Linked DNA regions of Mus musculus: all the other regions are linked to region 1. The links are chromatin contacts, called in public Hi-C, HiCAR-type and HiChIP or PLAC-seq maps. All regions are on one chromosome and are shown on one strand. Each heading gives the region's core, a stretch centred on a gene start, on an enhancer-like site or on the middle of the called end of the contact. The rest is flanking DNA. Distances are from core to core; before and after follow the strand shown.

Region 1 (4,179 bases), core at 972-3,471:
TTACACAAAATTAACAAATCTCCGTTCAAAAGGAATAATTGGCAATTAAAAACTAAGTCTTTGATGAATTAACACATAGTTGATTGGAATTGCTTTTAATTCTTCCCATTTCCCACTTGTGCAAGGTCGACTTTTACTTTAAACTTTTGATGAAAATTTATCCACTGTCTTGAACTCGTTTAGTTTTTCAGGATCTAGTTATCAATTTTTGCCAAGATTTAGATCCTCTTAGTTACTTTTAACAAATCAGGTATAATTTTAAATCCCCTCTCACTATTTTGTGTCAGTTATACCCATAAGTGATGCTGAGACAACGGGTTTTAGTTTTTCCTAGCAAATCCATGAGGGAATCTTCGACTGTCTTACCTCTCAGGTGTCATGTACTTTGCAGACATAGAATCCACATAGAAGTTTAAACAGAGTCACCCAATGATTGTTTTTAATGGGTATCGTAGTAACCATTGATTGTTAATATTATAAATCAAACTATTTAACATTAATATAAAAATATAGCAGTGAACACTGAAGGCTAACATAACATTATTGAAAATGTCTCTCTTGAGGACTGATATTCTCAATTTTTTCCCCAAATATTTTATATGTGGCTTAGTGGACGACAAAGAGTGTAAGTGGCTCCTTGTGCTTTTCACATTCATACTGTGACATACTGAACACCCAGCAGGCCTTCACAGCTCCCCACAGGAAGAGGAGACAGCTCTGTATTACTATGAAAACACTTGCGTAGTCATGGGCCCTGAAAGGGCGTTGGAGAGCCTCGGAGGTGTCAAAACCAATCTTTGAGAACCACTGAACGTTTGCTCTGTCTTCCAATATAATTGGCTCACTTACCTTGTGTTCGGTGACAAGAAAGTATTTTCATGGTTACATTTTTTTTTCCTTTTTCTTTTCTTTTCTTTTTCTTGGATATTTTCTTTATTTACATTTCAAATGTTTTCCACTTTTCAGGTCTCCCCTTCGGAAACCCCCTATCCCATCCCCACTCCTCCTGCCTCCATGAGGGTGCTCCCCCACCCACCCACTCCCATCCTCCCACCCTGGCATTTCCCTACAAATGGTGCATTGAACACCCTAAGGCCTGAGGGCCTCTCTTCCCACTGATGTACAACAAGGCCATCCTCTGCCACATATGTGGCCAGTGCCATGGGTTGCTCCATGTTTAGTCTTTGGTTGGTTGTCCTGTCCCTGGGAGCTCTAGGGGAACTGGCCTGTTGACACTGTTGCTCCCTCCATGGGGCTCCAAACCCCTTCAGCTCCTTCAGTCCCATGGTTACATATTTAAAATGTTTAATAGAAAAAAAAATTGCAGTTGATAGTACGGTTGCAATTATGAGTCTGTCCCAATGTAAAGAAAATCTTAATTTCTCTATGTCCAACGACTCACCAAAGCGTTTCATATTTTTCTGCAAGGGCAGGAGATGCTTCCATTTTTTTGTATTTTTTTATTGTAAGAGTGTTTTACTTTCTCTATGAAGTTATTCTATTTACATAGAAATGTTTGTGAAAAAGATTCTGGGGGAGTAGAGAATATCTATATAGATATATAGATATAGATAAAGTGGTTAACTATTCCCACTTTGTAATCTGCCCATCTAGGGTAGAAATCGTCGCTGTAATATCTATTGGCCTGGTGACCTCTGCGTACCACTGAATTGTGGTTATCAACTTCCCTTCCATAAAATGGAGATTAATATTCATTCTTAAATTTGACCAATAACAAAGATAACTGCACTTAAGCAAACCGCTTAGCTCTGCTACGCACGTGCAGTCCACGCGTTGCAATCCTCCATGCTATTTCAAAGATCACCTTCGAGCCTTCAGTGCTTCCCAGTGACCAACACAGAGGATGTCCATTGGTAGTTTATAGGGGCGAGGGCGGGTGAGCTTGGAGAAGAAAAGGCTAACCTGCCCCGGTGCTGGGTCTGCAGGATTAAGTTTAAGTGAAGGATAAGACGTTGGGTGTCCGCCACCGAAATATCACAAGCCAAACGTCCTAACCAAAGTTTACTCATTAACTTAGGACAAGGGACACGAAGGGAGCATGCACGCTCTGGGTTCGGCCTGATCGTCCGCTTTGATCGGGAATCGGCAGATCAGGTCTGTCTGCTGGAACCTCTGGTTCTCGCGATATTTCAGAGACGCTGCAGGTTGAAGGGGCGGGGCGACCGGAAGTAGGGGGACGCGAGGCGGCGCCGAGGCCCATTCCCAGCAGGCAGTGCGCGGCGCCCCTTGCTTCCTCGGCGTCTCGGAGCGAGCGCGTGAGCGGTGGACTGCGGCCGAGCCATGGCGCTTCACGTCCCCAAGGCCCCGGGCTTTGCCCAGATGCTCAAGGATGGAGCCAAAGTAGGTGGCGTGGAGGGACTGTACGGTGGGAGGGTGGGTCTGCGCCTGTGGCGACCGCGACAGGCCTGCGGGCGGGCGGCCGCGCCGCGATCGGGATGGAGAAGGTTCTAGAAAGGGAAGCGTGCTCTGGATGCCGGCTCGCTGGAACTGGTGGGCATTTCTGTTATTCCCCCGGCGGCTTCGGGTTTGCATCCCAGCTCCCCACGCCCCTGTCTGCGGCATGGAGCCCACGGGCGCCGCCCTTAACGCGAGCTGGCGATGCGTTAATGAACTTGGACGGAATTGGTAACGGGTGGTTGGAGGGCCGGGGATTGTAGGATGGAGATGACACGAGTCCGGCATGGTCACTCCTGGGCCTGCCCTTGGTTGCTTCCTTCCAGACACGTCCGATCCCCACTGCTCTACTGAAAACTCTCCTCTGGACGTTCTGTTTCCTTTACCTTTTCTGAGTTGAGACCGGGCCGAAGGCTGTTAACTGTCTTTTCACTCTGACTGTCCGATGTCGTAGCCTACAGGATAAATGAAGCCCCACCCCAGATCGAATAGGCCGTAGTTTCAGGAGTGATTTTTTTTTTTTTTTTAAAGCGGTCACATTGCTTATGGAGCGATTTGTCCTGAGTTCCCCAAGCTGCCAGATAACGTTTGTTTTGTCTTTCATATTTTTACAAGTTGTAGAAATAGCGGATTCTTAGCAGTACAGAGAGGTGGTGTCCCCTTTGTAGTGATAACTGGCATACTGAATGGATGTCAGGGCTTAATGTAAGTTAGTAAGTTCTGCAAATGACACTGTTAACCTTTTGAGGGGTAGCAACAGCTTCCAGTTTCCATCTTTTCCTCCATCACTCTGGCTGAGGACATGATACATTTAAAGGATTTCTGTCACAGGCTAGCATTTCAGCACAGAGATACTTTGTGTAAATCGGTACTGATGGAGGCTATAGTGAAGACAAGTTTTTTTAAAGTACCCCCATCCCCCAAATTTAGGTTAAAAGCTAGTACTAGTAGGCTGGGATTGTAGTTTAATGGTAGATTGCTTTCTTGTGTTCAATCCCTGGAAAAGGCAGAAGGAAGAATAGTTGTTATTTAGCTAGGTGAGTAATAATCTGCCAAGTAGGAGCTATTGATTATCCCATTAGTTTACAGATAGGAAAGAGAGCCAGGCCCAGTGGGGGAAACTGAGGCTGTCTGATGACTGCCTGTGTGATCCTGGCTGTTTCTTAGAAGCATACTCAACAGAGGTATCCTGCGGTAGAAAACTCTTAACTTGGTTATCATGCCTAAGCAGACATTTTCTTTTTCAGCATTTCTCGGGATTAGAAGAGGCTGTGTATAGAAATATACAGGCCTGCAAGGAGCTTGCTCAGACTACTCGCACAGCGTACGGACCAAATGGTAATGACCAAGTTCAGGCTGTGTGGTGTGACTGTTAGCGTAGAGAGCGGGCCTCACGTGTTTTATGGTCGGTGGCATTGATGTGCCTCTCACTTTCAGTCAGGAATGCAGCTTTCTGGGAAAAGAGAAATTGGAAACGATGCTGTTACCCTGTTAGGTCCTAGGGAAGTCCAGCATCCTCACTAGTGGCCAGTACTATTGTGGAAAGGCTCAGCAGTCTGCAGAAAACAGCACGGCATCAGGAAGCTCTTCCTTCCCTTTAACCACCAGTTGAATTAGAGATGCACACAAAGAGATTACGGAAGAAACCAAATGTGTTTCTAAGCATATTGATTTTAGTGTTAATTCCTGTTTATTAAGCACGTCTTACATGCTAAGCATGTTGGTGTTTAGTCAGGGAAGCCCATGGGGCTATGATGCTGATCT
Region 2 (4,179 bases), core at 1,171-3,670, 2.8 Mb before region 1:
ATGTTACTGAAGATCACATTTTAGTCAATGGCACAGTTTAGAGATAGCATTGCTTAGTTTTGGCTCTGTTTCTGTCCCTGGTGAAATAACCTCATGTCTTCATACATGGAGACTGATCAGTTAAGAAAGGACATTGGCCTTGAAGAAGAGTGGGTAGTTTTGTTTAGATGAATTTCTTTCTCAAGATGTTTTATTTATGTATATAAGTACACCATCGCTGTCTTCAGACACACCTGAAGAGGGCGTCAGATCACATTGCAGATGGTTGTGAGCCACCATGTGGTTGCTGGGAATTGAACTCAGGACCTTTGGAAGAGCAGTCAGTGCTCTTAACCTCTGAGCCATCTCTCCAGCCCAAGATTTTTTAAAGTTGTTGATTGTGAACTATTTCTGATAGCTCTTTGAGTTAATTGCTAATTTTTTTAAGTTGACAATTTCAGTGTTTTGAATTGTAGAAAATATAAAAATGTATAAACTAATTTTATGTTCTTTTTCAGCTTTATAAGCACGTTGTTCAAATAGTAGAAAAGTTCATCAAAAAGGTAACTATTGCATTCCTGCATGTTTATGATAAGCAGTTATTTATATATGTGAATTGAAATTTGAATGCATGCTTCTAAAAAACACTCTAGAAAAAAAGCAGTTATTGGGGTTGGAACCATGGCTCAACCAGGTGAGTGCAGTGGAACCTCTTCCAGAAGACCTGGGCTCCATGCCCAGCACCCACAAGGGCCGCTGACACTCTTCCAGAACTGCAGGGTGAGGGAGTCTTTGCCTTCTTTGGGCTCTGGGCACCAGATATGCACATGGTACACATATATACATAAACAGACAAAACACGCATATATGATACATGTTTTGTTTTTAAGATTTATTTGTTTCTATATGTGGGCACACTGTCACTGTCTTCAGACACACCAGAAGAGGGCATCAGATCCCATTACAGATGGTTGTGAGCCACCATGTGATTGCTGGGACTTGAACTCGGGACCTCTGGAAGAGCAGCCAGTGCTCTTAACCACTGAGCCATCTCTCCAGTCCACAGTAACTGTTTTTTTTAAAAAATATTTACTGAATTTCTTTTAAGCACTGAGAAGTTTTAAAAGGTATTTTTCCCATATTTCTGCCGTTCATTGAGTATTGGTGAGAGGTTGGTGCTGGGCTCTGTCATAGCTGAGAATAGTGTTGGTCCCAGCCCTAAGAGCCTGCCATTCTATACTCTGCCTCATCTGCTCTGTTGACATTTGATTTTCAGGTCAGTTTTTCAGGTGAAGTTACTTTTTATTTTCCCTGACTTTTCTCTGTTACCATCATCATTAAGCTGTCTTTAGTTGTGTGTTGTCTTAAAGTAAGTGTGTGTGTGTATGTGTGTGTGTGTGTGTGTATGAATGATTAGCATGTCTTTTTCAGGAGTGAACTGAGAGTGGTCTTAGGTTTTTTTATTTGTTTGGTTTTGGTTTTATTGTTGTCTTGAGACAGGGTTTCTCTGTGTAGCCCTGGCTGTCCTGGAACTCACTCTGTAGACCAGGCTGACCTCGAACTCGGAAATCCGCCTGCCTCTGCCTTCCAAGTGCTGGGATTAAAGGCTTGCGCCATCACGCCCAACTAAGGCTTTATTTTTGTTGCTGAATTGCTTGCCTTCCACAAAGGGCTATGTCTTTTCCTATATAAATGCCTGTTTTTCTAATACTTGGTTGGTTGTTTCCTTTGTCAAATTTATAGACCCAAATGACTCTTCCTCTTACTTTTTATTTCTCTGGTACATATTTTGTTTGTTTTTGGTTTTTTTGAGACAGGGTCTCTCTGTACAGCCCTGGCTGTCCTGGAACTCACTCTGTAGACCAGGCTGGCCTCGAAGTCTCTGGTACATATTTTAACAGAAGTAAAACTAGCATGTTTAAAAGTATGTTTTAGTAACTTCAGGAAGTTATTCAAGACTCAGAATGACTGAATTGTAGGAAAGTGGGTTGGTAAAGTGGCTCTGGAAAGTTTTGGAAGTGAAGTCAAGGATTTGGGGAAACAAAGTCCTGAGAGCTACTTTGAAGTAACAAAGAGTGTCACTATTGACAGATGTGACACTGACAGCCAGATAGAGAGATGGCTGGAGCACGTGAGCAGCTGCTGCACAGTGCGCAGTGCATGTGGCGAGCTGCGAGCTGATGTGTGACATAGTGGGTGGTGGATGTGCTTGGGCTTTGTCGTTACTTTTCCTTTCCTTCCCTTTCCCTCTTTCTTTTCTTTCTCCCTTTCTAATTCCAGACAGTTTTACTCTGTAGCCCTGGATGGGCAGGAACTCACTAAGTAGACCAGATTGGGTCAGATTCACCTCTGGAATACTGGGCATGGAGGCATACACCATTGCACCTCCTGATTCCACTTTCCTTGGTCTAAGCTTGTCTCCTCCCCTTTGCAGTGTAAGCCAGAATATAAGGTTCCAGGCCTGTATGTCATCGACTCCATCGTGAGACAGTCTCGGCACCAGTTTGGAACTGATAAAGATGTTTTTGGGCCAAGATTCTCTAAAAATATAACTGCTACATTCCAGTATTTATATCTTTGTCCATCTGAAGATAAGGTATGGTTAAAACGTAACAAGCTAACATTTTGCATTTTGTCCAGCTTATTTCCTCTTTATATTTCTCACACAATGCTTACGTTCACGTTGTTGACACTTGTTATTTATGTTACTGGGTGATATCTTCATGTACTGATCTTGAATTGTAAGGTCAGTTTTTTCTACGGTGGTCATTTCCTATTCTTGCTTATATGTGAAATGGAGAAGTCACTTGGCCTCTGTACAAGGACTTTTATAATGTTGAATCATAGAAGGAGCCAGAGTTATAGATCCTGAGCAGAGCAGAGCAGAGCTTGCTGGCGAGTGAGGAGTGCCTTACCTCTGTGCATGGGAAGCCTCTTCTAAACGGCGTGGTAACAACAGCCAACAGCTAGGCGCTGTACACTACACATTTCATGTTACATATCCTGCAGTTAAAAGAAACTAGCAAAGGTTGTTCAGGAAGCATTATCTTTCCTTAAAGAACATATTGCTAGTGGGCATGGAGACACATATCCTTTGATCTCAGCACTTAGTGGGCAGATTGCTAATAACAGCAAGCTGAAGCTACAGAAGGAAGACAGACAACAACTCTGTGTGAGAGAAAATACTCACCAGGGTTTTGCATACTCTAGAAGACCCAGATTTGTTCTTCCCCAACATTCACACATGCAAGTGATTAATCTGCAGTAAGACTGCAACACACACATACATACACACACACACCACACACACATATACACCACACACACACATACACACACCACACACACACCACACACACACACCACACACACACCACACACCATACACACACACACACCACACACACAGTTTCACTGAAAGAAAGAAGGAACGAACATGAACGATACATGCATTCTAAATAGGTGGGAATTCACAGTAAACATCACTAACACTAACTTAACCTGCTGCTTTAGTTTCTCTTAATTCTTAAAGAAGTTATGTAACAGAAAAGGGAACTTGGTTTGGTCAAACCAGAGAGAGAGGGAAAGTGCCCGTGTCTGAGAGTAGCGACATTTGCATGAGGAGAGGCGTTGTGGGTTTGCAGAGTCTGTATAAGAGCATTAGAAATGGTTCTTGACGTGTTTACCTTCCTTTGTATTTGCTAGCTGTGTATTCTGTTTATATTCCTTTTCATTGGATCATACCACCGAGAAAAGGTTAATTTGAGTTTAACTGGGTAATAGTTCTGGTGGATTTTTTCCCTTATGAAACAGTAATTCTCTTTAAAATCAGATATGATACATTATTTCTATAAATATTTATTGTATGTTCATTTTCTTACATATAACAGAGTAAAATAGTTCGTGTGCTAAATCTTTGGCAAAAAAATGGAGTGTTCAAAATTGAAATTATTCAGCCTCTTTTGGACATGGCAGCAGGAACCAGTAATGCTGCTCCAGTAGCAGAAAATGTCACCAACAATGAAGGTACAGTGCATATCTGCCAGTGACAGAAGGTCCTGCAAGTGTACTGGCGTCTGTCTGCTTTTCTGTATGTGTGTCTGTGTTGTCCTGTCCCAGTGTGTTTGCCTTTGTTTTATCTTATTTTCTCTTATTGTTCTTTAGCTGCCTGTTTGTTTTCAAAGGGTGTGGATTCAGATG
Region 3 (4,179 bases), core at 1,034-3,533, 2.7 Mb after region 1:
CCAGCACCTGTCAAGGTCATAAAAAACAAGGGGTGTCTGAAATACTGCCACAGCCAAGAGGAGCATAAAGGAAGAAGACCGTTAATCCAAATGTGGTATCCCGGGACAGAAAAGGACATTCCATAAGAATGAGGAAGATCTAAGCAGAGTATCCCATGTGACACTATATAATAATAAGACTGTAATGGTGGTAACTGGGTATAGAGTATATGGGAACTATCTATGCTAATGTCCCCTTTCTTTACAGCTGAATTGTTTTTGAAAGTTTTAAATGTGTTAAAAGGGAAGAAAACACGCTTGAAATGCCAGACCTTCTGGCACTGAGGGAACAGTATGAGAAAGGTCCCGTGCTGCTTCCCAACTTCTTCCTTACAGGTATCAGAGTTAGTGGAGCCTGCCGATAACCTAGATATGGAAGAACTCATTCTACACATTCAGTATTAGCCTTCGCTGGCTTCTGGATTGACTACGCTGGAATGACAAACGGCATCTATTGTTTCTATTTTGATGACAGAATGGGAATAACAGAGAAAAACTATTTTATTTTTAAATGACTCCTGTTAAAGTGAGACTTAAAAGCTCAGAGGAACACAGAACTTTTCACCTTAACTTTTTGTTTTTTTAGTTACGCTACCTCCAGATTCCAGCTTCGTCGCTGATTTTCATACTCAGTACATTACCTCTCAAACCCTAAGTGTTCCGTTTGATACCAGCTGATATTTCAGCATGCATAAAGATTTCATTGCGAATGTCAACTTCCTGGCTTGATATATACCTCCCCCTGAGTCAGCAGGCACCCTGTTCGGGTTCTGAGCGGCAAATCGTTTTGTGAGCCCCCATCACTTTGGTCTGAGAAAAAGCCTCAGCGTTAGTGTTAAGACGTTCGTCGGGCAGAATAATTGAACTACTATTAAGTACTGTGACTAGAACTTGAACCTCAACAATAACACATTTACCCCTCCCTAGTGAAGAAACCAACAGAACAAAAGATAACAGGGAGGGGGAGGGTGTTTATCATCATCATCAACAACAACAACAACAACAACAACAAGGACTTCCTCACTTAAAAATAGATAGTAATTTCCTACCTTTTCCTAAAAAGTTAACGCGAAGAAAACAAAAATCAAATTTCAAATCACATTAGGCCAGCACCCGCGCAAATCCTCTTTCAAAGTACCCAGAGAAACTAAACTGGCTTTGGGACGCCTCCGCAGCTATGCCAGCTGCCAGCTCGCTCATTCATCGCCTGCGCCTTTCTAACAATCCTAACAGCCAGTCCCGCTGGCTGGACATCCCCTGAGGACACGGCAGCTGGCTGGAGCGGACAGACTTCTCTAAGCCGGTTTTGCAGGCGTAAAGGCGAAAAGCTACTGGGGCTCAGCTAATTTCACCCCGCTACCGCCTCTAAAGTGCTTTACCCAGCACCTTGCCCGGGGCAGCTGGGACCGTAACCACTGATCCCTCAGCCGCAGCTACTTAAGAGTGGCCTTCGCCAACCCCGGATGCCATCTTTCTTGGGCTCTTCGCATCTTGAATACTTAGAGAGTTTTGCATTCTGATCACGTCCCGGTGTCTTTGAAAACTTCCTCGGACTTTGCAAGGAGATGAGGATCGTCTGTTTTCTTCAATTCTTAACTGCCCAGATCCAACACTATTTACAAGACGCACAGGACTTCAGTCTCCCTGCCCAGAGCCTGCCCTCATCCAGATTACCCTCCGTGCTCCCAGACTGCAAAGCCTGGCGCCCCGAGACAGACCCCCTAGCACTGAGCGCCATGCCTGCAGGCGAGGGTCCCGGAGGCTGGTATAGCCAGACCGGAGGGTGGAAAGGACTGTTACCCCAGAGACTTACAGTCCAGGGCGACGATCAAGTAGTGTAGCAGCAGCAGCATCAGGAGGCCTTGGGGGCTCCTCGCCATCTACGCGGGCGCCAGCTGGCTGCCTAGCTGAGGGTCCCCCTGCAGGAGCGCGACAGGCGGCTGGGTCTCCCAGCACTTCGCCCGGCGGCGGAGCAGAGGAGGTCCCTGAGAGGTGGAAGCAGAGGGGCGGGTCCTGTCCCGATGTCAGTCTCTCCGGTCTGGGGTGTCTCCAGCGACTGTCGTGGGGGCAGGTCTTCTGGCCCTAGGACGTGGTGTCTGGGACAGTCCTTCTTTTGAAGGGTGGAAGAGGGTTGAGGGGAGGGCGTGGACGCGGGACGCGGTGTCCGCAGGGTCCTAAGCGAGTGGCGGCAGAGGACTAGCCTCTTGAGGGAGAACCCTGCAGGTCGGCCCCCCGCCCCCAGACTGATCCGCTTTGTGTCTAGTCCCGCGCTAGGCTGCCAGCTGTCCCCAGGGCGAGGAGCTGGGGGCAGGAGGAGCGCAGCCGGGTGGGATGGGCAGGGTGTGTGTGTGTTGGGAGCGGTAGTGGCTCGGTCTGTCTCGCCATGTCTCTCCTCTTGGCGCAAAAAAACTTCCTTTTCAGTGTTTTGCCTAGCGTGGGAGATATTTTTTGGAAAATTTCTATCTAGCGGACAAAACCGCTGGCGAAGCGCTCTTAAAGTATAGGGGCATGAGCTCAGCCCCTGCCTCTAGAAAGGGGGGGTGGGGAGGGGCGGAGGGGGCGGGGGACAAAGGCATCACTCAAGTTGCAAGTCAGGTCCCAGATTTTATCATCAGGCTTAGCCTCTTCTGGCTTCAAGTCCGTCCTCCCCGTCCCCCCAACCCCTTAGAGAGTTAAGGTGTGTTCTGGGCTCTTGGCTTCTTAGTTGTCATCTGGAAGTTCATCTAACGGTGTGAAATATTTATCTTGTTTCTTCCCCGTTATGTAACTGCCGCCTGTGGAGTTTTCCACATGTTAAAACTCTACAGCTGCCCTTTTGTCAGGTTTATTTTTGGTCTCATGTGCTTTTAAAAGGGAAATCCATTATGAATGCTCCAGTGCGTGCTTTAAAATTGACCCGCACTTCGGAAGCGTGCACTTGCAAAGGCGATTTTCACATTTCCTCTCCAGAACTGATGGCTGGGGCATTCAAGAAAATTGACCCGTCTGTGTAAAGGCCGTTGTCAGGTGAAGACATTTTTTAAAATCGTTTTAAATAAAGCTAAATAATAAATAATTATGTGTAGAGGATGGCTGATTTAGTGGTGGACCACTTACAAAGAATTGAGCCAGCCTTGCGGACAAAGGCTTAAGATATACTTAGATATGCAGAGCTGTGAGGAATGAGGCATCCCCACTGTTGCCTGGGCAACAGTGATGAAAGCTTTGGCCCTCATGGGGAAGGGGAGGGGACAGAAGACCCCTGAGGGCAAGAAAAGCAAAGTTAAAAAAAAAAAAAAAAAAAAAGGCAAAAATGGAGCTGGTAGCCCAAACTCACAAACAGTAAGGGAGTAAGGGTGTCATCTAACTTAAGACTTAAGGCAAAAAAAAAAAAAAAAAAAAAAAAAGACTTAAGGCCTGTGCTCAGAGACAGGTTAAGTCAATTGTCCTTGACAATCCAATTAAAAGAGTCAAATTAGTCGTGAAAACTGAGAAGAGAAAGGGAGAGATATTGATTGATTGATTGATTGATTCGATATAGCCACATTGTAGAGTTCCAGTGAACCCCAAGTCTGTCTTTGGGGCCCTGAAGTGAGATAAAATACAGAGCCAAGGATCCACACATCCATGCAGCCCACATCTAAGCCATTGTCTGGTCTTCAGTCTCGTCCTATAGGGTGGTAAGACAGGTTCTTAGAACCACGGGAATTGTGAGTGGCCCCTCTAGATGGCGCCTCCCCCTTCTCTCGGATGAGATGCCTTGGGGAAATATCCATTGCCTTGGCATTGTTTGCTTCAGTGGTTCTGATGTTGAGAGTGAGAGACGCATGTGCCTCTTTAGAGACTGTTTAATCTGTTTTCTTAGATTAATCTGTCATTTTGTTGTTGGTGTTTTATGGGTCTGGGGTCACTCAGAGATTCACCATGACCATAAATAAATTTTAATAGAAAGAGGGTGTTTTTTGTTTTTGTTTATTTGTTTGCCAAAACAGCATCTGAGAGTGATCCCAAGACACAGCCTCTAGACAAAGCAGCCTAAGGCATACAAAGGCAAACCCCACACGATTATACCTATAGGCAGCGTCTAATTTAACATATATGTTTTGTATTGGTCCTAGTCATATTTTTTGAGCAGAGTAATCAAGTTTGATTACGAAGGCA
Region 4 (4,179 bases), core at 566-3,065, 2.7 Mb before region 1:
CTCTCTCCCTGTCACACTTCTCCTAACACTTGCTGCCAGATGCCATGTGTGCAGGCACCTGGACTGAACAGCATTTAGAAAGCACCAGGTGGAACAAACAGGGGCTACTGAATGCCAGGCCTGGGGAAGAGATGGCTACTGCACTGTCAGACTTGACTCTTACAGAACACTGGCTGCCGAGAACCCTGTTCTCCACATTCAGTGATTTTATCAGTTCCCCTATTTTTATTTAGTGGTCAGAAAATGCCTTTGTCCTACTGCCTGTGGAGATCCATTTGGGTCTAACCAGAGCTACCTTAAAAAAAAAATCTCATTAGCTATCCAAATCTAGAAAATTTGCCACTTAACAAAAAAGAAAAGAACACCCAAAATTCAAATTAGTACTGCTCCAGAAAGTGTAGCAATAGGGAGAAAATGTAAGAGCAACCGACCAACAAGCAAGGACAATCATTTTTTAGGTTTTTTTTTTTTTAAATGTCCAACTTTTGCAACAGAATAAGGGAATATGAACTTTGGGTAGAAAAATCTGATTCTGAAAAGTTGGCAACAGGTTAAATCAACCAGCTTTGATTACAACTGCCAATCTGGAATGCTTAACTATCGTTTCATTGGGTACAAAGGGCACCAGCGATGTGTAGTTTGCAGCGTCACAAAAATAGTGCGAGCTGCTCTGGCATGGCATGGTGGAAGATGACAGAAACCCACACACAGGGGTAAGACCCAGCCGAACTTCGTCTTTCTCACAGTGAATTACGTGGGGAGGAGAAAAAGACAAAAACAAAAAACTTCCACAGGAAAACAACAAAACGCATTTCAATGCCAAGAAACTGCTGGAAACGAGGCTAGTTACGAAAAACTCTAAATTGCCGTTATCAGTTCTCGTCGTAAACCAAACACTTGGGATTCACTATGGTGTCTGCCTTCTCACACGTATGTCCACCACTTCAGAGAGCACATAACGCTCATTTATCAAATATTCTCTCGGGATTAAGGTGAATACAACAACGGTAACCTCCCTAAGGCTCTGGACACAACCTTACCACACACATCTTCCCTGTGACGCATGTGTTTTTGCAGGGTCACAGTATTTTCGAAAATATCTCTATGTACTTTTCCAAAATGTGCTCAGAAACTCGCTGTGGTAGAAAAAACCCACAGCCGGGTCTCTCTCTGGAGTGCAAAGCAAGGGACGGCTGTCCAAGGCCATCTCTTTCTTTCCGCCTTGCGACACGACCCTGACCTAGTACAGAACAGCCCAGGACTTTGCTTTAAAGTGCCGCAAACGCGTCCTGCGGCCTTAGTCCGGTCTGGCACCACCGGGTTCAAATATTCTTACAACAATCGCAGCCGGTGGCCACGGGGCTCTGAGCCTGTGGGACACGGACACCGGAAAAGCAGCAGCCCCAGAAGGATAACGGATGCCAAGCCGGCTCTCCCGGGCAGGCCCAGCCGCTCCGGGGCGCGGGGAGGCCCCCGCCCGCCCGGAAGGCCCCGCGGCGCCCCGGGCCTCGCTTCCCGGCGCCCAGCCCCTGCCCCAGGCCACGGTGACTCAGCACTTAGCGGGCTCAGGCCGTGGCGGGGGCGTGGCGTGCTCCCGCACAGGTGCGCCGCGTCACCGCGGCCTGCGCCCCGCGCCCCGGGCCTTGCCTTCTGCTCGAAGTGGATGGTTCCCTGCACCGGACCGTCGCCCTTCAGCACGCACACCGCTTTCATCGCCATGCTTCCCCGGGAGACGCGCGGCGGCCTCCTCCGGAGGGACCAGAGAGAGCAAGACGAGAAGCCGACGGACGGAAGGCGCCGCAGGAAAGGACCGCGCAAAAAAACGAGGCCCTGGCGCCACGGAGCTTTTATAGGCCTGAGTCTGACCACGCCCACCTTGGCACGGAACCAATCGCTACCCGCGGCCTCCGCCCGCCCTTCGTGGAGCTCCCTGGCCGCGGGGCACGCTGGGGGCGGGGCGGAGGGTAGCTCCGGCTCCTGGAGCGTGCGGACTGAGAAAGTTCCCGAGGAGCCTGAGCGGGGAAAGTCGCTATTGTCTTCTAACTGTGACGTCGGCCGAGTCGCCGCGGAAACCGAGAACACGAGGCCCGCGTGCGCGCCTGGAAGGTCTGAACCCACTGTGTCTGGAAATGCGGATTGTCACTGACTTTGCACAGCGCGCCTCGGTTGCAGTGTGAAAGTTGAGATGCGCCAAGATGGATGCCCAGTGTCATTTCCAGCTTTATTTTCTCATGATGTCTAAAATGTGTAAAGCCCATGTTCTATCTCTAGACACACCCCCGTTTCTTACTTATTTTTTACTTCTTTTATTTTTGTTACTAGAGCTGGAGATTAGACAGTCCCCACCCCCCACCCCGCCCCCTGCATGACAGACAAGTGCTCTGCCAGTTAAGACACACACACACACACACACACACACACACACACGCAAAACACAAGAAAATCAAGAGGAAGGAAGACCAACGTGTGGATACTTCATTCCTCCTTAAAATAACGAACAAAATACCCATGGACGGAGTTACAGAGACACAGTTTGGAGCTGAGACAAAAGGATGGACCATCCAGAGACTGCCCCACCTGGAGATCCGTGCCATAATCAGCCACCAAATGCAGACACTATTGCGTATGCCAGCAAGATTTTGCTGAAAGGACCCTGATATAGCTGTCTCGTGTAAGGCTTTGCCAGTGCCTGGCAAATACAGAAGTGGATGTTCACAGTCATCTATTGGATGGAACACAGGGCCCCTAATGGAGGAGCTAGAGAAAGTACCCAAGGAGCTGAAGGGGTCTACAACCCTATAGGTGGAACAACAATATGAACTACCCAGTACCTCCGGAGCTCGTGTTTCTAGCTGCATATGTAGCAGAAGATGGCCAACTCGACAATCACTGGGAGGAGAGGCCCTTGGTCTTGCAAATTTATATGCCTCAGTACAGTGGAATGCCAGGGCCAAGAAGTGGGAGTGGGTGGGGAGGGGAGCAGGGGGGCGTGGTATAGGGGACTCCCCAGATAGCATTTGAAATGTAAATGAAGAAAATAATAAAAATTTGAAAAAAAAAAAGACACACATACCTTTTTAAAAATATCACACTGTGTACCTTTGGCTCTCATGGAACTCATTGTGTAGAACAGACAGGCTGACCTTGAACTCACAGAGATCTCCCTGGCCTCTGCCTCTCAGTTGCTGGGGTTAGAGGGGTTCTTTTTTAATTTTTGAGATAGGGACTAAACTTGAATTTAAGATCCTCCTGCCTCAGCATCCCTAGTAACTAGGATTGCTTGTCTGCCCCACCATTCCCAGCTGGTGTTACTTGCTGAGTAAAAATCTGTATTCTCTTCCCTGTGTGAAGTGGTTCTCGGACACGCCGTGCATTCCACTGGCTCTAAGCCACACACTGGAGAACAGGATGCCTGATAAAGTCCTATGTGATACCTCCATGCAATGGGTGAGAAATAGTGTTTCAAGGAAAATATTTGTTAAAATGGTATGGAATGAGCAAAGGTTACAAACTACAAAGAGGGGGCTCAGCATGTATTTACATGAGTTCTCAGAAATGTCTAGAAAGATATATGGGGGGTCCCTAGAGACAAGAAAGGGTATCAATAAGAGGAAGGGAATTCTTTTTTTTTTTAGGATTTATTTTTTATTTATATGAGTACACTACAGCTGTCTTCAGACACACACTAGAAGAGTGCATTATTTCCCATTACAGATGGTTGCTGGGACTTGAACTCAGGACCTCTGGCAGAGCAGTCAGTGCTCTTAACCACTGAGCCATCCTTATAGCCAGAGAAAGGGATTTTTTTTTTTTTTTCGAGACAGGGTTTCTCTGTGTAGCCCTGACTGTCCTGGAACTCACTCTGTAGACCAGGCTGGCCTCAAACTTAGAAATCTGCCTGTCTCTACCTCCCAAGTGCTGGGATTAAAGGTATGTACCACCACTGCCCGGCTGAGAAGGGAAATTCTTAACTAAAAAGAACATGGTGTCTTCTTAAGGTTGAAATCTCTGTGGTCTCCCAAGAGCTCATGCATACATCCTCATGTTCTGCTACACTCAGGAGGCAGGGCTTAGAATATTGAAACCTAACTCCAGGCCGGAGAAACAAGAGGAGAAGCTGATTTGGCCCCTAGGGATGGGGTACGCTTATTTATGTAGGTCCCTGGTCTCTGCTCTAGG
Region 5 (4,179 bases), core at 755-3,254, 2.7 Mb after region 1:
GGCCAGCCAAACACAGGAAAACCCTGTCTGAAATCCCCTCACTCCCCCAAAAAACCTCCTTCTGGGGAAGAGCATGAGAGTTCTCAAAACTACCATTCCTCTTTTCGGTCCTGTAGGTTTGTTGTACAGTTGCCAGAGACTCAGATGAATCCAGTACTTGGCCCCCCTGGGCTCCTCAACCTTACTACCGCACTCAGTACTTACTGAACTGACTCAGTCACGACTATGTATCCCCAAGTTACGCGTCTGTACTTGTAGCAAAGATAAAATGGACGTAAATCCAGTTGGCATCCAGGTAGTAATACAAATACAAAAGAAAGAAAAAAGAAGTGCTAAAAAAATGGCCAGTGTTTAGTGGCATGGGGTACCTAAGAATGTGAGGGGGATCTATATAAATGTTTTCCTCTTGCCAGCAGTCAGTCCTGTCATTAGCTCAATCTACCTGTTTTAAAAAAATTGAGGTGGGGAGGCCAAGAAAGGGGTCAACATTTGAAATGTAAATAAATAAAATAACCAATTAAAAAATGCACTTATTTTGCTAGGCAAGGTAGTGCACACCTTTAATGCCGGCGCTCAGAAAATAGAGGCAGATAGGCCTCTAAACTCTAGGCCGGTCTAATCTACATAGCAAGTTCAAGGTCAGCCAGGCTAGAAAGTGACACCCAACACAAACTTACACGTACCCAGACACCACTTATAAGGTGCGCATGCGCACTTGTGGAGGTCAGAGAGCAGACAGTTCTCTCCTCCTTCCATCTGGATTCCAGAGGCTGAACAGTCTGGCTCGGCAGCAAGTGCCTTTACCTGTCGAACCATCTCACTGGCCTACCTAAGGATTTAGTTTCAAATGACTGTTTGTCATCGTGAAACGATGCGCTGGCACCATTCTCTATGCTGTGGACCCTAAGGGTGGAATCCCCTAAACTCCATCGTTGTGTTCACTGCACTACACCAACCCCCAAAAAAGGTCGGGGGGAGGAGTGGGGGAAGTTGGCAAGGTACAGTAACTTTCACTGACATCTTCGGGAAAGACGCAGAAAGTCATCCTATGCATTAGAACGATTGCACCGATGCGACTCTAGGACAGTTCCAGAAGGGCAATCGGTACTGCTAGTGCGGGGATGGCTGACTCGGGTGACAGACAGGTCTGGCATCTTCCCGAGAGACCCGGGAGCGCCCGGGGCTGTGCGCTCGGCCAGCGCGCCGAGCCTGGACCGCGCCCGTGCGACGGGCGACTCCGCCGCGTCCCGCAACGCGGCCCGGGCCACGCCGCTCCCCGCGCCCCTCCCCTCGGCTTCCCGCACAGCCTCTCCCGCCCCTCCCCACCAGGCTCCCTCAAGTCTCCACGAACGGAAATGGGAGTCGCAGCGCCGGGGACCCAGCGGAAACAAAACACAGAGGCGGCCGCGGGGGGGGACAAGCCCCGGAACCAGGCCGCCCGCGCGGGCCCGCGCTCCCCGCCAGCCCGCGTCCGCAACTCACCAGCTCCGGAATTCGTCCCGTGGCCCTAGCCCGCGCTTCCACAGCCGGCTGGGAACGGCGGCGGCGCGGGCTCCAGGTACAGCGCCTCTCCGGGCGAGCCGCGCCGCTCCCGCGAGTAGCAGGGTAAGGTCCCGGGGCCCTTCCCGTGGAATCGGCGCTAAGGAACCCCAGCCCCTCTCCCGCCTCCCAGGCACCCCCGGGCCTGGAACTACAACTCCCAGCAGGCTGCGCGGCCCGAAACGCCCGCGACGACGGGGCTCACGAGGCACAAACGCCCCCCAGCCGCTTTGGTTTTTTGTTTTGTTTTGGTTTTGGTTTTTACGCGCTCCTTTGTACCCCCACCCTACATCCACCTCCCCAACCCCAAGGATCGGGACGCTGACTCCGAAGGGAGCTTGAACTAGGGGACAGGCCAGAATACGCATGCGTACAGTGCAGTGTCTCCAAGAGGGAAAAGGGGGTGAAGTTAAAGTGTAGGAAAGATGGCGGAGTCTTAGCTGAGGGACCCGGAAGCACTTACCCTCCACTTCCTCCTCCTGTTTGGCTTCTGTCTCACCTAGAGGCGTCCGGTCGCAGACTCCCTTCGAGGCGCTTCCTGTCCGGTGAGCGTCGAACGACTGAAGCCGCGGCCCATAGTGCCTTGCGATGGCGGGTAGGCGTGTGTAGGCGGAGCCAGGGCCGGAAGTAGAACGGTGGCGGCGGCGGTGACTCTGGCAGCTCGGGACTCAGTGCAAGGTGACTGGGAGGGTAACTGGGCTAGCTCGGCCTCCTGGGACTGAGCTTCTGGGTTTCTTCACGAGGAGAGAGGGCTGCCCGTCACCTTTGCCCTGGGAGTAGAGCGCAGCCCCGTGTCCTTGGCACCGTCCTGGCCTGGCCTGGGGTCACAGGTGACCTCGGCCCTGCTGGGTATTCAGATTTGCCTTACGCTCACTAAATAAGACCGTGAATGCTCTCCTGGGAGCAGAGCGGGCCGACTCGAAAAGCAGAAAAGACGGGGTGGTGAGCCTGCAGCCCGCCTGGGGCAGCCCAAGGTCACGGCGCGCCACAGGCTTGTGAATAATGCAGGCGGCGATCGAGCCTCCTAAGACAGGAAAGGGCGATGGTGATATCCTAAAAGTTTTATATCCAATCTAGAAGTCATGCTTTGTCGATTGACTTTATGATTAGATACTCACGAGCAGCAAAGGGACTAGCCTTCGGCTAGGCTGGTCAGTCAACCGCTATAAATAGGAGAGCCGTGCGCCTTCCCAAAGCTACACCTCTGGGTTTGAACTTTGATTACCCCACCCCCACCCCCACCATGCTTTCCCCAATATTGTTACTATCAGACCTCTAACAAGCAGCAAGCTAGTGCAGGATATTAATTCAGTACGGAATTTGTCCCAAATGGTGTTCTACACTTAGGATGCCATTTGTCTTCCGTGTGATCATGAACAGATCGCATTCTCTATTTAATCTGAAAAAGTGAAAGGCAGTGAAGGAGAAACAACAAGTAGTTTTGGTAAGAGAGAATGTGGTCACTGTTAGAACGATTGAGTAGGACTTAGGAGGTGAGTATACATGTATGTTTGGGGTTCAGAGAGTACGCTAAATTAGACGTGGGGATTGGAAATCATTGTTTGGGATGGTGCGTTATTGAAAGTGAAAATGTATTTTCCCTGTCTTGTAGAAGAAATGACCGTCTTGGCAGTTAGATTGGGAGCAGGTTGACTGTGGAATGTTAGGTAAACAACCTTCTTTAGACATATTTTTTTTAATCACCTATAAGCAAGACTGAAAGAAGCACCTTCCCCTAACACTTAGAGAGTATTTCCTAAGTGGACAATATGGAAGTATTTTACAGTATTTTTAGGGCTAAAGAATTCTTGATACCTTACTAATTATGTCTTAAGTGTGTTCCTAGATTTCCAGGATGAATCAAGTGTGGTGTTCTTATTATAAAGTCTTGTCTACTTGCCTGTAGCTCTTTCGCCTGTATAATTCTCTGGTAGAGTATGAATGGCATTGATTTCCTCAAATGTTTTATTTTTATCGGGATCGGTGAATGAAAACTCGTGCTTATTTGATTTTTTTTTCAGCAGTACTAAATGTTATACCAGGTTTGTTGAAGTTGGTACTATTGACACTTTAGATAACTCTTCAAAATGAGAATAGGGAAGATTGCTATCTTTCATGTTGTAGGGAGTATAGCAGTGTGCCCGAACTTTACCCACTATAGGCCACCTTCATTCAACTTATTCAGGACAGCCAAAATTATCTTCAGACAGGAATTGTGCCCTTGTAGCGAAAATTATACACTCTCTCCCTTCACATATGTTTAATAACCATTATGCCAATCAGCTGCCATATAGTTAACGATTCTTGAACTATTAGTGGTACCACTCAAAACCCTCTGTGCATTTCTGTCAGTCCATCCATCCATCTGTCCATCCATCCATCTATCCATCTATGTATCTATGTGTGCATATGTATGTGGACACTTCTGCCTGTGTTTCTCCAATGGCCAGGATCAGCCTCCGCTGTTTATCTTCAGGTTGTGCACATTGCTTTTTGAGACATAATCGGTCCGTATCCAGGATCTTGCCAAAAAGACCAGGTTGCCAAGTGAGCTCCAGAAGGTTGGCCTTTGCCTGCCTCCCCAGTGCCAGCCTCATAAGCTTGATGCCAGTCCTGGCTTTAAAATCAAAACGGAACAAA

Evidence for each region. A called contact is a pair of places that touch in the nucleus more often than the background predicts. HiCAR-type assays count read pairs that join an accessible place to other places. HiChIP or PLAC-seq counts read pairs in DNA pulled down with a chosen protein or histone mark.
Region 2: an H3K27ac HiChIP or PLAC-seq map of extraembryonic endoderm stem cells shows a contact between it and region 1, with 6 times the contacts expected there. The contact joins the enhancer-like site here to the promoter of Cct8 in region 1. A contact is called at or near these places in 4 of 484 Hi-C or Micro-C datasets (the G1E-ER4 cell line, embryonic stem cells and pancreatic cancer cells), 8 of 115 datasets of contacts at active chromatin or transcription factors (embryonic forebrain, embryonic hindbrain, embryonic stem cells and 3 more) and 2 of 9 other capture datasets (adipose tissue and embryonic stem cells).
Region 3: a contact with region 1 is called in a HiCAR-type map of astrocytes, with 5 times the contacts expected there. The contact joins the promoter of Jam2 here to the promoter of Cct8 in region 1. A contact is called at or near these places in 2 of 39 promoter capture datasets (hippocampal neurons and liver) and 5 of 115 datasets of contacts at active chromatin or transcription factors (astrocytes, embryonic stem cells and stem cell-derived neural progenitor cells).
Region 4: a contact with region 1 is called in a HiCAR-type map of astrocytes, with 8 times the contacts expected there. The contact joins the promoter of Sod1 here to the promoter of Cct8 in region 1. A contact is called at or near these places in 6 of 39 promoter capture datasets (the 3T3-L1 cell line, the C10 cell line, embryonic stem cells and 3 more), 8 of 484 Hi-C or Micro-C datasets (B cells, CD4 T cells, the G1E-ER4 cell line and 2 more), 11 of 115 datasets of contacts at active chromatin or transcription factors (astrocytes, embryonic forebrain, embryonic hindbrain and 7 more) and 2 of 9 other capture datasets (adipose tissue and embryonic stem cells).
Region 5: a Hi-C map of trophoblast stem cells shows a contact between it and region 1, with 13 times the contacts expected there. The contact joins the promoter of Atp5j here to the promoter of Cct8 in region 1. A contact is called at or near these places in 4 of 39 promoter capture datasets (embryonic stem cells, hippocampal neurons, liver and 1 more), 32 of 484 Hi-C or Micro-C datasets (CD4 T cells, CD8 T cells, the G1E-ER4 cell line and 18 more), 17 of 115 datasets of contacts at active chromatin or transcription factors (astrocytes, differentiating embryonic stem cells, embryonic hindbrain and 7 more) and 4 of 9 other capture datasets (adipose tissue, embryonic stem cells, liver and 1 more).

Annotation. Positions count from the first base shown.
Region 1 is chr16:87,493,911-87,498,089 of GRCm38.p6, reverse strand. Cct8 (chaperonin containing Tcp1, subunit 8 (theta)) reads left to right here and starts at 2,221. Exons shown (of 15, transcript NM_009840.3): 1 at 2,221-2,361; 2 at 3,663-3,753. The coding sequence starts at 2,302. B130034C11Rik (RIKEN cDNA B130034C11 gene) reads right to left here and starts at 2,017. Exons shown (of 3, transcript NR_040375.1): 1 at 1,781-2,017.
Region 2 is chr16:90,258,537-90,262,715 of GRCm38.p6, reverse strand. It overlaps Scaf4 (SR-related CTD-associated factor 4), which reads left to right. Exons shown (of 20, transcript NM_178923.4): 3 at 498-542; 4 at 2,414-2,575; 5 at 3,870-4,005. Among named protein-coding and RNA genes, the nearest start is that of Scaf4, 24 kb to the left of the region's middle. Within about 2 kb of position 2,420, at least 3 of the 459 cell types and tissues checked have an H3K27ac peak or open chromatin away from gene starts, as enhancers often do. A contact at or near this core is called in extraembryonic endoderm stem cells, where this site is marked.
Region 3 is chr16:84,772,227-84,776,405 of GRCm38.p6, reverse strand. It overlaps Jam2 (junction adhesion molecule 2), which reads right to left and starts at 2,283. Exons shown (of 10, transcript NM_023844.5): 1 at 1,853-2,283. The coding sequence starts at 1,919.
Region 4 is chr16:90,218,398-90,222,576 of GRCm38.p6, reverse strand. Sod1 (superoxide dismutase 1, soluble) reads right to left here and starts at 1,815. Exons shown (of 5, transcript NM_011434.2): 1 at 1,648-1,815. The coding sequence starts at 1,719.
Region 5 is chr16:84,832,847-84,837,025 of GRCm38.p6, reverse strand. It overlaps Atp5j (ATP synthase, H+ transporting, mitochondrial F0 complex, subunit F), which reads left to right and starts at 2,004. Exons shown (of 4, transcript NM_001302214.1): 1 at 2,004-2,217. Gabpa (GA repeat binding protein, alpha) reads right to left here and starts at 1,902. Exons shown (of 10, transcript NM_008065.2): 1 at 1,483-1,902.